Linked DNA regions of Zea mays: all the other regions are linked to region 3. The links are chromatin contacts, called in public Hi-C maps. All regions are on one chromosome and are shown on one strand. The core of a region is the stretch at or near the end of the contact, and the rest is flanking DNA. Distances in the headings are between cores, read along the strand shown. Region 1 overlaps LOC109941443 (a long non-coding RNA gene). Region 2 holds the start of LOC100280582. Region 3 holds the start of LOC100191786.

Region 1 (4,347 bases), core at 1,260-3,759, 350 kb after region 3:
TCTTCCTTCTTTGTACACTCCGTTTCGACTTCGAGTTGGGTCAGTTTCTTCTCTGGCTGATCTCTTCTGCTGCTGTTGCGCTTTTGTGCTCTCGCAGATCCCTTTGGGGCGTTCCGCTTTCCTGCGACCCGGGGAGTGAGCCTGAGTTGTGGCAGGGTTGGTTGGGTTTGTAGTTTGTTTTTTCCTGCAACCCGTCTAGTTTTTGTGTCGAATCTTGTTTCGTCTTCGTTTTCTCTGTGCGTGGGTTGCAGGATTGGGTCCGATCTGGTGTTGGGGGTTCGTCGTGGTGCCGTGTGGCGATCTGTTTGCCCAAGTTCGGAGGCAGGTCAGTATTGTGTTAGATCCTACGGCTTTCTGGTTTTGTCAATTGGACATGGATTTGGTGGTTTCAGGCTCAATTGTCTGTCCCTGGTGTGGTACCATCAGAATCAGATAGCGCAGTCGTAGCTTGTGCACCAGGTGAATTTGGAGACCTTTCTTCTTATGTTAACGACTGATCTCGCTTGTGGCCTTTTGGTTGTTTGTCCTCCTTAAACTTCATCAGATGCAGAAGGGTCCTTTCTGGTTATGGAGAGATCAGTTGAAGGGTGGAGGTTTGCTTATGGCTCACTCGTCATTTCTCATTCTGATATCATCATATTGGTGCGAAGATTATTAGAACCAGACTTGCTCTAAGCTTGATTGGAGGTTTTGTCACTTGGACATGGATTTGGTGGTTTCAGGCTCAATTGTCTGTCCCTGGTGTGGTACCATCAGAATCAGATAGCGCAGTCGTAGCTTGTGCACCAGGTGAATTTGGAGACCTTCGTTCTTATGTTAACGACTGATCTCGCTTGTGGCCTTTTGGTTGTTTGTCCTCCTTAAACTTCATCAGATGCAGAAGGGTCCTTTCTGGTTATGGAGAGATCAGTTGAAGGGTGGAGGTTTGCTTATGGCTCACTCGTCATTTCTCATTCTGATATCATCATATTGGTGCGAAGATTATTAGAACCAGACTTGCTCTAAGCTTGATTGGAAATGCTGCTGGCTCGATCTGCAGGGGCAACAGAGTTTTGTAAAGTAGATTGAGGCCTTGACTCGAATGGAGTTTGTAGTATCATCGATGAGATCGTTTGGATAAATTTACCTATCGTTCTTCACATCCTTAAATGTCTATCTGCTGATTGGAAATGTTGCTGGTTGGATCTGCAGGGGCAACCGAGTTTTGGAAAGTAGATTAAGGCCTTGACTCGACTCGTTCATAGTATCGGCGATAAAATCGTTTGAATTAATTTACCTATCGCCCTTCAAATTCTTAGATTTCTATCCGCTGCCATTTTAATTTCTTATGTTGGGATGGTGGTTTTCTCCAGCAACTCGATTTGTGGATGGATGGGTTGGAGGCGAGTTAGATCCTGCTTCTGCTTTTGCCATCAGAAGTTTGGAAATGTTCAGAGTTGTTTGTTCACTAACCATCCTCCTGTCAATGATCTTTGAAAATGAACTGCACACATAGGCCCCCTTTAATGCTTGGTTAGTGAATCTGCAGAGTTTGTCTGGCTAGATGCAAAATGAAAGGTCCTTGCTGGTTTTGTCCTCCTAGATGCGGAAGGAAAGGTCCTCTGGTTATGGAGAGATCCGTTGAAGGGTGGAGGTTTGCTTAAATTCGTTGGTTTTGATTTGTTACATGGCTATTCTTATGTTAATCATGGTGGCGTGAAGATTGCCACCCGATTAATTAGAAACTTGATTGTCCTTGATTGGAAAAATGTAGAGGCAACAGAGGTGATGTTTTGGACGTAGATTGAAGCTTTGACTGGACTAAGTTCATGGCATGCCGATAACATCGTTTGGATATATGTATCTCTCACTTATTGGTACTCAAATTTCTTGTTTCTTATATTCGGGCTAGTATTTTTTTTCCAGCAACTGGATTGTATATGGATAGATGTCTTCTCATATTTTTGGGTGGGCTTGTCACGCAGAATATGTTTAGAGTAAACTTATCCAATTTACAAAATGCTAGTATATGAACCATGATAAAATTCAGATAATTCTTATTTAATCTGCAGCGATAGAAGTCACTGGGCAAGTTTGGGATGTGGGAGATTTAAGCAGATATTGGTAGAACTACAGCCCTACAACTTTCATTTAATCAAACTTGTTTCTGCTTTATCATGCTATATGCTTCGACTGGAGCTTTAATTCTTGTGCTGCTGGAATTTCTGTGTCTGCAGATCATTTGGCTCAAATAATTGGTAGTCCAACGGTCACGATACTTGTTTTGGTTTGGGATTTCTGTGGATGCTTTTGTCTAGCTTTATCTATGTTGTGGTTGCTTTTACATGTGGTTGTAGGGTAAGTTTGGCAATCAAAAATCCCTGTAGCGAAGAACTGATATTTAAAACTGGGGGCAGGTCAGAAATCATTCCGACTGTTTGGTTGGAGCACGCCGTTGTGCAACTGCACGCGTGGAGTTTTAAATCCAGCCTTGTTTGGTTCTCTTCTCTACCCATGCAGGCTCATCGGATGCAAGATATGTCATTCGGCCAGGCTCCACAGATACGCCGGTGGAGCGCGTATTGGCGCGTGCAGGCTCCAAGCTTGCCGCCCGCATGCAGCAGCGCCAAATACAAAATATTATTTTAATTTGTTTTTTATTATATCTTTTAATTAAACGATTTAATTACTAAACTAATTTCATATTTATGTTTCTAAGATTTTTATGAACAAAACTAAACCATTGATACTTATATATATTTGAACATTTATTTATGTACCCTTATGTTTTAATTTACACAACCAAACATAGTCTATATCTAGTATGCATGAGTTTGTGCAAACAACCAAACAAATATGACTTGCATGAGCTCAATCGGGTGCTACTTATCCTGGCTCATGTCGAGCAGTCTGGCTACGCTGCTACGGCAACCAATCAGATGGATTCCGGTTGTGTTGCTGCAAAATGAAAGGTACCTTCTGGTTTTGTCCTCCTAGATGTGGAAGGAAAGGTCCGCCTTGTTATGGAAAGATCAGTTGAAGGGTGGAGGTTTGCTTACTTTCGTTGGTTTTGATTTGTTATATGACTGTTCTTATGTCAATCATGGTGGCGTGATGATTGCCACCTGATTAATTAGAAGCCTAATTGTCCTTGATTGGAAAAATGATGTAGAGGCAACATAGGTGATGTTTTGGACGTAGATTGAAGCTTTGACTGGATTGCAAATGGATGGATTGGGGCCTGAGTTCGATTCTGCTTCTGCGTCAGCAATAATAAGTTCTGAACTCTTCAGGGTTCCTTGTTTGTTCAAAAAAAACCATCCTATATGTCAAATGTTCTTCGAAATTTAGTTCACTTGTAGGCTACCTTCAATGATTCGATTGTAATCTGGATTTATTTGGTACTGTATATCAAATGATCATAGTATGTGGTTGTGTCCTTTAGAGGTGCAGGTTGGAGGTGGATTTTCCTCGCTCTCCGTTTATTCATCTCGGCGCGTTTGCGTTTTCCATTTCTTCCTTCTTTGTACACTCCGTTTCGACTTCGAGTTGGGTCAGTTTCTTCTCTGGCTGATCTCTTCTGCTGCTGTTGCGCTTTTGTGCTCTCGCAGATCCCTTTGGGGCGTTCCGCTTTCCTGCGACCCGGGGAGTGAGCCTGAGTTGTGGCAGGGTTGGTTGGGTTTGTAGTTTGTTTTTTCCTGCAACCCGTCTAGTTTTTGTGTCGAATCTTGTTTCGTCTTCGTTTTCTCTGTGCGTGGGTTGCAGGATTGGGTCCGATCTGGTGTTGGGGGTTCGTCGTGGTGTCGTGTGGCGATCTGTTTGCCCAAGTTCGGAGGCAGGTCAGTATTCTGTTAGATCCAACGGTTCATTGGTTTTGTCACTTGGACATGGATTTGGTGGTTTCAGGCTCAATTGTCTGTCCCTGGTGTGGTACCATCAGAATCAAATAGCGCAGTCGTAGCTTGTGCACCATGTGAATTTGGAGACCTTCGTTCTTATGTTAACGACTGATCTCACTTGTGGCCTTTTGGTTGTTTGTCCTCAAACTTCATCAGATGCAGAAGGGTCCTTTCTGGTTATGGAGAGATCAGTTGAAGGGTGGAGGTTTGCTTATGGCTCACTCGTCGTTTCTCATTCTGATATCATCGTATTGGTGCGAATATTATTAGAACCAGACTTGCTCTAAGCTTGATTGGAAATGCTGCTGGCTCGATCTGCAGGGGCAATAGAGTTGTGTAAAGTAGATTGAGGCCTTGACTCGACTGGAGTTCGTAGTATCATCGATGAGATCGTTTGGATAAATTTACCTATCGTTCTTCACATCCTTAAATGTCTATCTGCTGATTGGAAATGTTGCTGGTTGGATCT
Region 2 (3,980 bases), core at 1,146-3,645, 370 kb before region 3:
AGACAGAGACGCCCACTGACTCCGCCCACCTGTACTACCATACCACCATCCAGCAGCAGATAGGCGGGCGCCGCGCCGGCACGCACGTTTACGGGGCCCCGTCGCTGATTGCTTTGACGGGGTCGGGCGGGCGGCACGTACGCCGCAGGCGCAGGCCGTCGCTGTCCCTCTCTTTCTCCACTCCAGAGGTCCCCCACGCCACACTGACCCCCGTCCCCTTTATTTTCTTTTTTTTTTCCACGGCGCGGGCGGCAGCGCACGAATGATTCCGCGGCCGGATCCGTTGCGTGATCCGCCAACCATGCCACTGCTTCGCCTGGGCCCGCACGGTCCTCCGCGCCGCTGGTTGGTCGCGATTTCTTTAGGCGCAAGTGTGTGTGTGTCGGCCGGGCGGATTAGCGTCTGTTAAATCCAGATCCGGCCGGCGCGCGGTTCCGTGGCGTGGGGCAGCCCGCCGGCCGAAAATCCTCACGAAACTTGGACGCTGCCGGCTTTGCTTGTGGCTCTGCCCGTCTCTAAATTCTGTACGGAGACTGTTAAGACAAACAATCATTGCATATAAAAAAAAGGTAGCGGTAGCGGTAGTAAACGCTGTGTCTTCCATTCCCAACGGGTCTACGGTAAAAATAAATACGTACTTAGTCCGTTTTGAATGTGTGTCTAGTACTGAAGTCCAAACATATAAATTCAGTAGTATAACCAGGGTTTATCTCTTTTTGAGGAAACATCGTAAGAACGGCCATCTTTTTTTTTTTTTTTTGCCCCTAAGGACATTCGAATGCATGGAACACGCGGTCGAGGAAGGAGGCGGTGTGGGAGAGAGAAGAAAAAAGTTCTCTACGAGGCTTGATCCGGTTGCTCTCATGCTGAGCATAGCATTCCCCACTAAAAGAGAAGGCGCTTTTGGCTGCCAGTGCCACCACCCCCGCCCAGAAGCTTCCGTTCAGATTGATTGATGAACACAGAAAGTTGGGAAAGGCTGCCGTGGCGTGGCGACGACGAGCAACCGTCCGATCTGCACACCTCACCCACCACACGCACACGGGCTGGCCGGCCCGAGGTGTCCAGATCAACGAGCACCGCTTCCCACCTCACAAATGGACAAGGACAGTGTGCGGTGCGGCGCCCGTGCCCTGGTAGTAGTAGTACTCGGCGTCGATCGGGATGGAACGGAAAGGAAAAAGGCCCAGTGGTCCTCCTCGCCCGGCGTGTGTGGTGTGGTGGCGCGGAGCGGAGCGGAGCCGGGGGCGGCGAGGGCGCGTCGCCACCCGTCATGCCCACGGGACGCAACGCACGTCGCGACCGGCGCGTGGCTGTCGGTCCACGCGCGCGCGCACCTCCACCGCTTTCAATGCGGGAGCGCGGGCGGAGGAAACGGTTGGTGGTGGCGACGCGATCCAGGCGCGGCAGTCGGCAGGCGGCCAAGCGACCGCGGAGCCCGGCCGATGCCGACACTTGGCCCGGGCCCCACGATGGCCTCGCCTCGAACGGGCCGCTGCCGTCTAACGTGCCGTCGTCACGGCGGGCTGTCCCACTCCACTCGGCGTTGCGTTTTACTTTATTATTATTATTAACGTCCAGCCCGGCGCCGCGCCACTTTACGTGGTAACCAGTAGTACCTGTACCACTACGGACGGGCTAAGCGGTGCGGCGGGCGGCTTTATCGGCTTGCGCACAGCTGCCTGAGCCGACCCCATTGGACGTCACGCCCGCCCCGCGCCGACGATGCGCGGAAAGAGAGAGGGAGGTGGCGTGCACTGCAGTCGGTCCAGTCAGTCCCTCGCCCTCGGCGGATGGTCCACGTGCCTGTGCGCGCACGCGGGCGGCGAGGATGGTTGGTTGCCTGGCTGGCTGCGAGTGCCGCGCAGACAGCGGCTCGGGACGCACGGATCGTGATGCGTCCTTGCGCCGGGGGGGCCCCACGCCGTCCGTGACTGACGTGCTCCCGTAACGTGCCGCCCCACTGCACCCGCGGCGGCTATGATGCCTTTTGTTTACGGAATACTATGGGATCATGTCTTTTTACACACCGGCACCTTGCTCAAACCCTTTTTTTTTACTTATTCATTATTCCATCTGGCTCTTCTGGACTCTATTTTATCAAAGCAGTTTTGTGAATCGAAGCCCTCCTTGTCCGAGCAATTTTCCGCTCCACCGGGGTCACGTCACGGCGGAAACAAAAACAAAAGGCAGTCTTGTAAAGACGAGGGGCGGGGCGGCTGCCTGCGCGGACACCGGACAGTCAAAGCGCTCGTCCCTGACTGGTGACTGCGCCGAGTTTTATTCCTTGTTGCCGCTCCACCACCCGCTCTCGCCATTGCCACCCTTTTTAACCCCCCCTTCCTCTCCTCCACCACCGCTATAAGTCCCTCCTCCGCTCTCCTCTCCCACCTCAAATCCCAGACGCCACGCCACCCAACACATACAAACACACGCACGCGCGCGCGCGCGCCTCCCGCTGTTCCGCAAAACAAAGGAAACGAAGGAGAGGAGGCCATGGCGCCGAGAACGTCAGAGAAAACCATGGCACCGGCGGCGGCCGCTGCCACGGGGCTCGCGCTCAGCGTCGGCGGCGGCGGCGGGGCCGGCGGCCCGCACTACAGAGGCGTGAGGAAGCGGCCGTGGGGCCGGTACGCGGCGGAGATCCGCGACCCGGCGAAGAAGAGCCGGGTGTGGCTCGGCACCTACGACACGGCCGAGGACGCCGCGCGGGCCTACGACGCCGCCGCGCGCGAGTACCGCGGCGCCAAGGCCAAGACCAACTTCCCTTACCCCTCGTGCGTGCCCCTCTCCGCAGCCGGTTGCCGGAGCAGCAACAGCAGCACCGTCGAGTCCTTCAGCAGCGACGCGCAGGCGCCCATGCAGGCCATGCCGCTCCCGCCGTCGCTCGAGCTGGACCTGTTCCACCGCGCGGCGGCCGCGGCCACGGGCACGGGCGCTGCCGCCGTACGCTTCCCTTTCGGCAGCATCCCCGTTACGCACCCGTACTACTTCTTCGGGCAGGCCGCAGCCGCAGCCGCGGAAGCAGGGTGCCGTGTGCTCAAGCTGGCGCCGGCGGTCACCGTGGCGCAGAGCGACTCCGACTGTTCGTCGGTAGTGGATCTGTCGCCGTCGCCACCGGCCGCTGTGTCGGCGAGGAAGCCCGCCGCGTTCGATCTCGACCTGAACTGCTCACCGCCGACGGAGGCGGAAGCCTAGTCGTCGAAGCTTTTAATGACTGTCTGTCTTCTTAGTTCTTTCTTCTCCTTTTTCTCGAGGAAAATTCGGTACTACTAAGCTGAGAGACGCTCTCCTCCGACAGACGACGTCGACGACGGGCATTTTTGTAAATAGTTTTTGCGCCGGGACCTTTTTAGTTTATGATGAAAGCTGTATTGTCACCGAAGACAGGTCCTGCCGGCGTTGTTATGGACCGGATTACTATATTATATTATGCACTACTAGTATTTTGATAGCCATGAGAAACGGCCGGCCGAGAAAACCCACAACGAAAAACTCTACTTATTTATCGTTCTCAGAAACTGAAGCGAGATTTTCTTAAAATGAACGGCGAGCATCGTAGTTTCATTTAAGGCTTGCTTGCAATCCATGCAACGTCGCCTTTATTGGTCGGTTAAAGACGCATCAAAGCGAGTCGACCGGTCGTCTCGTCCGGCGTAGACACTCACCGTGTCCGTTTCAGAACGACGAGAGCACCGCAGATCCAGCCGCTAAAACAATGTGCAGTGCACCGCTCAAGTTCTGAAAACTTGTGGGTAGTTGGCACGACCAGTGGCGCAGGAGACGGAGGCGGCATCGCTGTCGGTTTCACCTCCCACGCCACGCTACAGCCGCTGCGCCGACGGAGAGAATATAATTTTGCGTGCTACGTGCCTTCTCGAGTCGTTTTCCCGGCCAGGCTGTTTGTTAATTACGTGGAGAAGGATCAGACATGTGCTTTGCTGGTGCTGGCGTCGCCGCTGATCCAAGGTGACGCATGC
Region 3 (3,983 bases), core at 223-2,722:
TGAATGGTATCAGGGTACTGGGAAGAAATGTTGTTTGGTCAAAACAGCTGGACTCTGAGAGCTCAGACGGGCGTAACCTAACCATCAAGCGCAAGCGGCAGTACGGTCACGTCTCCAGACGGGCGTTACCTAACCATCAACTGCAAGCTGGTAGCCTGGTAGTAATACTGGTTCACGGCTGCCTGCATGCAAGTTCTTTTTTCCCCTGTTGAACAAGTTTATTTATCTCATTACCCGCTGAAGAACTCAACGCACAGCAAGCTACAGCTACCTGAAGCCGTTTGGTTAATCATCGAAACAATGGATACCTCTAATCTTCTTCAAAGTAAGCCATGTACAAAAGGGACTTAGGTCCTTCCCTGGGAGATGTCTGTACCGATGGACTAGCTTGACTTTAGTGATGTAGCTGTTACCTGGTCTTAATTTGTTCTTGTCCTTCCGTTCTTGTTTCCATGTTGATTTCTGTTCCCCACTCGCTCCTCGCAGCCCATTTGAAGTTCGTCAGACTTACGCACAGCAGAGAGCAGACACAAACTTGGACGAGAATCGGCCACTGCTTGCCATGCGACCCTGAGCGCAGCATGCCCAATTCGGGGATTCTAACCGAGGTCGAGCTAGTAAACACCACCTGGATGCTGAAAGTTTTATGCTTGTTTCTCCATAGCGCTTCTTTATAATTTGTTCTTAAAAAAACTTCTCTGCATGCGTGTTTTTTATGAACAATGATGTGCATAGTCAACTAGGCAATAAAAAAAACTTGCATGACATGGTATATATATATATATTAATTATATGAATAGATTTTATTAAGACATAAAAATGTGTTCTATTGATTAAGTGGATGTCAATGTGAAGCTAACTACTAAAGTTTAAACTCATATTTTTACATATATTTTTTATTTTATTTTTACATTAAACGGGAATGGTAACGCAGGACAATGTTGAAATTAGTGCTTTAGGGTATTTAATGTACTAAACCTAATAATTAGCTACTAAAATTAGTTGAAGATATCAAACACTCTAGCTAATAGTTCTATTAGCTATTTTTGGTAAATTAACTAATAATTGGCTATCTATTTGTTAGTTAGCTAATTTTACCAGTAATTTTTTAGCAACTAATTATTAGCTCTATTATATTTAAACACTTAATATAGTACTCTTTGTCTCAAATTAAAATTCGTTTCAGGTATTTAGTGGATTCATTTAACATTAATGGATGTGTTTTGCATATATGACTTCGTCGTCTATTTGAATATAGATATAAAAATATATTTGAATATAGATATAAAAAGTAGTTGATGAGCGAATACTGATTTCGAACGGAGGGAGTGGAAAAGGTTTAAAGCGCGAAAAAGTCCAACTGAACAGGCCAGTTGTAGGCCACCACAAGCGAAAAGGTTCATCATTGCGAGCGATCGATAAACCTCCCAGCACTGGCAAGGTCCGGGGATCGTCGCCCCTCCCTCCGTCTCCACGACTCCACCCCCGCCCCTAAACCAACCACGTCGGCGTCCATCTCCTCCACAACACAACACCCCTCCCTTTCCAGGATTCTCCTCTCCTCCAAAAGATCGGTGGCGGGTGAGACGAGAAAGAAAGAAGCTGACAAAGGCGAGAAGGGATAGAGAGAGGAGAGAAAGGGAAGGTAGAAACTGGACAGAAAGTTTCTCCCCGCTAGAAGTAGCTCGGCGGTGAGGGAGCGAGAGACCTGCCGCCTACCCTTGCCCCACCGTTTTTTTCATACCGTCTCGCCGGAATCCTGCTTTATTTTCCCGGCCAGTCCACCGCCTTCTCGGGCTACCACGCTGATCCGGCGTCGTCTGCGGTCCTTCCGACCAACTCTTCAATCTTGTGAATTGCTTTTCGCCCAGTTAGGGCAGATCACCATTCCTTGCAGGAGTTCGTTGCCGTCTCTCCAATCCTCCCTGGCTCGACTGCTCAGTGGTGACTGATGTGGTCCACTGCCCTGCCCTGCACCTGCAAGTTAGTTTCACTCGTGATCCGTCAGCTTGCCACCCAGCAACCGCTGATTATCAGAAATCCACTTCTCAAAGCTTCAAGGAGCATCCTTCGAACAAGTTCCTGATTCCTTCGCCTCCCGCCCTCCCCGTTTCTTCTCTGGCATCCTTGTCCGTTGACCACAGAGGGAAGAAATCTGTTCCGGGCAGGCAGGCGCATTCTCCGCCACAATGGACGATGGAGCTGACCTCCCCTGCCAGTTGCTCTTCTCCCACCCGGAGATGCCTCACAGCTTCGACGAGTTCTTCAGCAGCGCCACGACCACGACCACCTGCACCCACACGCACAGCTGCGACCCTCCGGGCCCCTCGGCCGCCATGCATACCCACACGTGCCTGCACACGCACACCCAGGTCCTGGGCAGCGGCGGGGAGGACGACGGCTCAGCGAAGCCGCGGAGGCCCCTGGGAAACAGGGAAGCCGTGCGCAAGTACCGCGAGAAGAAGAAGGCGCGCGCGGCCTTCCTGGAAGGGGAGGTCAAGAAGCTGCGCGCCGCCAACCAGCAGCTCGTGCGGCGGCTGCAAGACCACGCGGCTCTGGAGGCGGAGGTGGCGAGGCTCAGGGGCCTCCTGCTCGACGTCCGGGGCAGGATCGACGCCGAGGTCGGCGTGTCCCCGTTTCAGAGGCCATGCAGCGCGGGCTCTGTGGAGTGCGGCGCTGATCCAGCTCTGCGCTTCGATGGCAGCTCGGAGGTAGTAGGAGGTGGTGGCTGGGAGAAGAGCTCAAGCCCTCAAGTTGCGGACTGCAGGATCGATGAAGGGGGAGGAGGGATGTCACGGGAACTTGATGTTCTAGAAGGTTTGCGTCACTCCATTGATGCTGGGGCAACCTTTGTGAGTTCTGATTCTCTTGCTGAACGATCGTGTTTGCCTGGTTGACAGTTTCGGGGCCTCTGCCAGCTTCTTTGGGCTTTGCTTTAAAGATAAATTAAATTATTCATGGATTTAGGAGAATGAGGAACCGACAGTGAGTAGAACTATCTTCGCATCGCTGTGGTTTATGTTTCTTATGCTGGTGTTCAGTGTGTATATATAGGGTACAGAATACTTTCATATGAGCACTGAAGAAATCGAAATTGACAATGTTTCATGCGAAATTGTACTGCGGGTATGTAAATGAAGTGCGCCTGACTTCTGACTTGTAGCCTGTTTGTGCTTAGCTGAAATATTATTAAGCTATTAATATAAAATGCACATGGTACCGTTTGAGTCTGAAAACTCATTTACATGGGCACACTATTTTTTATTTTATGCAATTATAAGACAACAGCCACTGAATTACCAAATTATTTGTTCATTTTGTGGAGCATAGAGGATATTTTTCGCCCTTTCGTTCATTTTGTTCATGGTGTGGGATTATTTGGCAAGGTTGTGGTCTGCATACTGTGTTGAGCTTTCACTGCTGTCTGAACCAACTTGAATTTAGTAGTTGACCAGCTGTCAGGATTCCGCTGCCAAGAGACAAATATATGGTTTCAGCTTTTTTTTAGCTTTTGGCCACAAAAAACCGCTGCGGACCGAAAAACGCTCAGTTTTTCAGCACACTTCTATAAAAATCGATTTGGTAAAACCATCCAAAATCAACACGGCCGCCGAGTCGTTGCAATAGTAGGAATTCATCACTTTCTAGATATTGAACCATATGGACACCTTCATATTCCTCTGCACATAATCCCCACGATACACAGATTCTTCGCACAACTAGATTCTCTCTACAACCAGATTATCAGAAAAGTTGGTCAGAAAAAAGCTAAACCAAACAGGCCAATATTCTCCTCAAGTCAAGGTTCATTGTCATTTTGCGTTGGTCTGCTCTCAAGTCAAAGAATGCTTTTGCTCGGATAGTATACAACAGTTCACTGACACTACTGCAGTACTACCTCATGCCTACTTTCAGACTCTACAACCTTGTTTCTCTGGAATCTGGATTCTATGTGCAGCACTGCACTGCAGCTCACCTGATGT

Evidence for each region. A called contact is a pair of places that touch in the nucleus more often than the background predicts.
Region 1: a contact with region 3 is called in a Hi-C map of leaf, with 10 times the contacts expected there. The contact joins the enhancer-like site here to the promoter of LOC100191786 in region 3. A contact is called at or near these places in 13 of 25 Hi-C or Micro-C datasets (bundle sheath, ear, endosperm and 3 more).
Region 2: a contact with region 3 is called in a Hi-C map of leaf mesophyll, with 2.4 times the contacts expected there. The contact joins the promoter of LOC100280582 here to the promoter of LOC100191786 in region 3. A contact is called at or near these places in 6 of 25 Hi-C or Micro-C datasets (bundle sheath, ear, leaf and 1 more).

The regions. Positions count from the first base shown.
Region 1 is chr8:123,008,858-123,013,204 of Zm-B73-REFERENCE-NAM-5.0, reverse strand. It overlaps LOC109941443 (a long non-coding RNA gene), which reads left to right. Exons shown (of 2, transcript XR_002264078.2): 1 at 1-2,396; 2 at 2,500-4,347. Among protein-coding and RNA genes, the nearest start is that of LOC109941443, 7.4 kb to the left of the region's middle. Within about 2 kb of position 2,509, at least 2 of the 20 cell types and tissues checked have an H3K27ac peak or open chromatin away from gene starts, as enhancers often do.
Region 2 is chr8:123,729,416-123,733,395 of Zm-B73-REFERENCE-NAM-5.0, reverse strand. It overlaps LOC100280582, which reads left to right and starts at 2,395. Exons shown (of 1, transcript NM_001153501.2): 1 at 2,395-3,458. The coding sequence starts at 2,497. The coding sequence ends at 3,198.
Region 3 is chr8:123,358,740-123,362,722 of Zm-B73-REFERENCE-NAM-5.0, reverse strand. It overlaps LOC100191786, which reads left to right and starts at 1,472. Exons shown (of 2, transcript NM_001137211.1): 1 at 1,472-2,817; 2 at 2,901-3,204. The coding sequence starts at 2,190. The coding sequence ends at 2,950.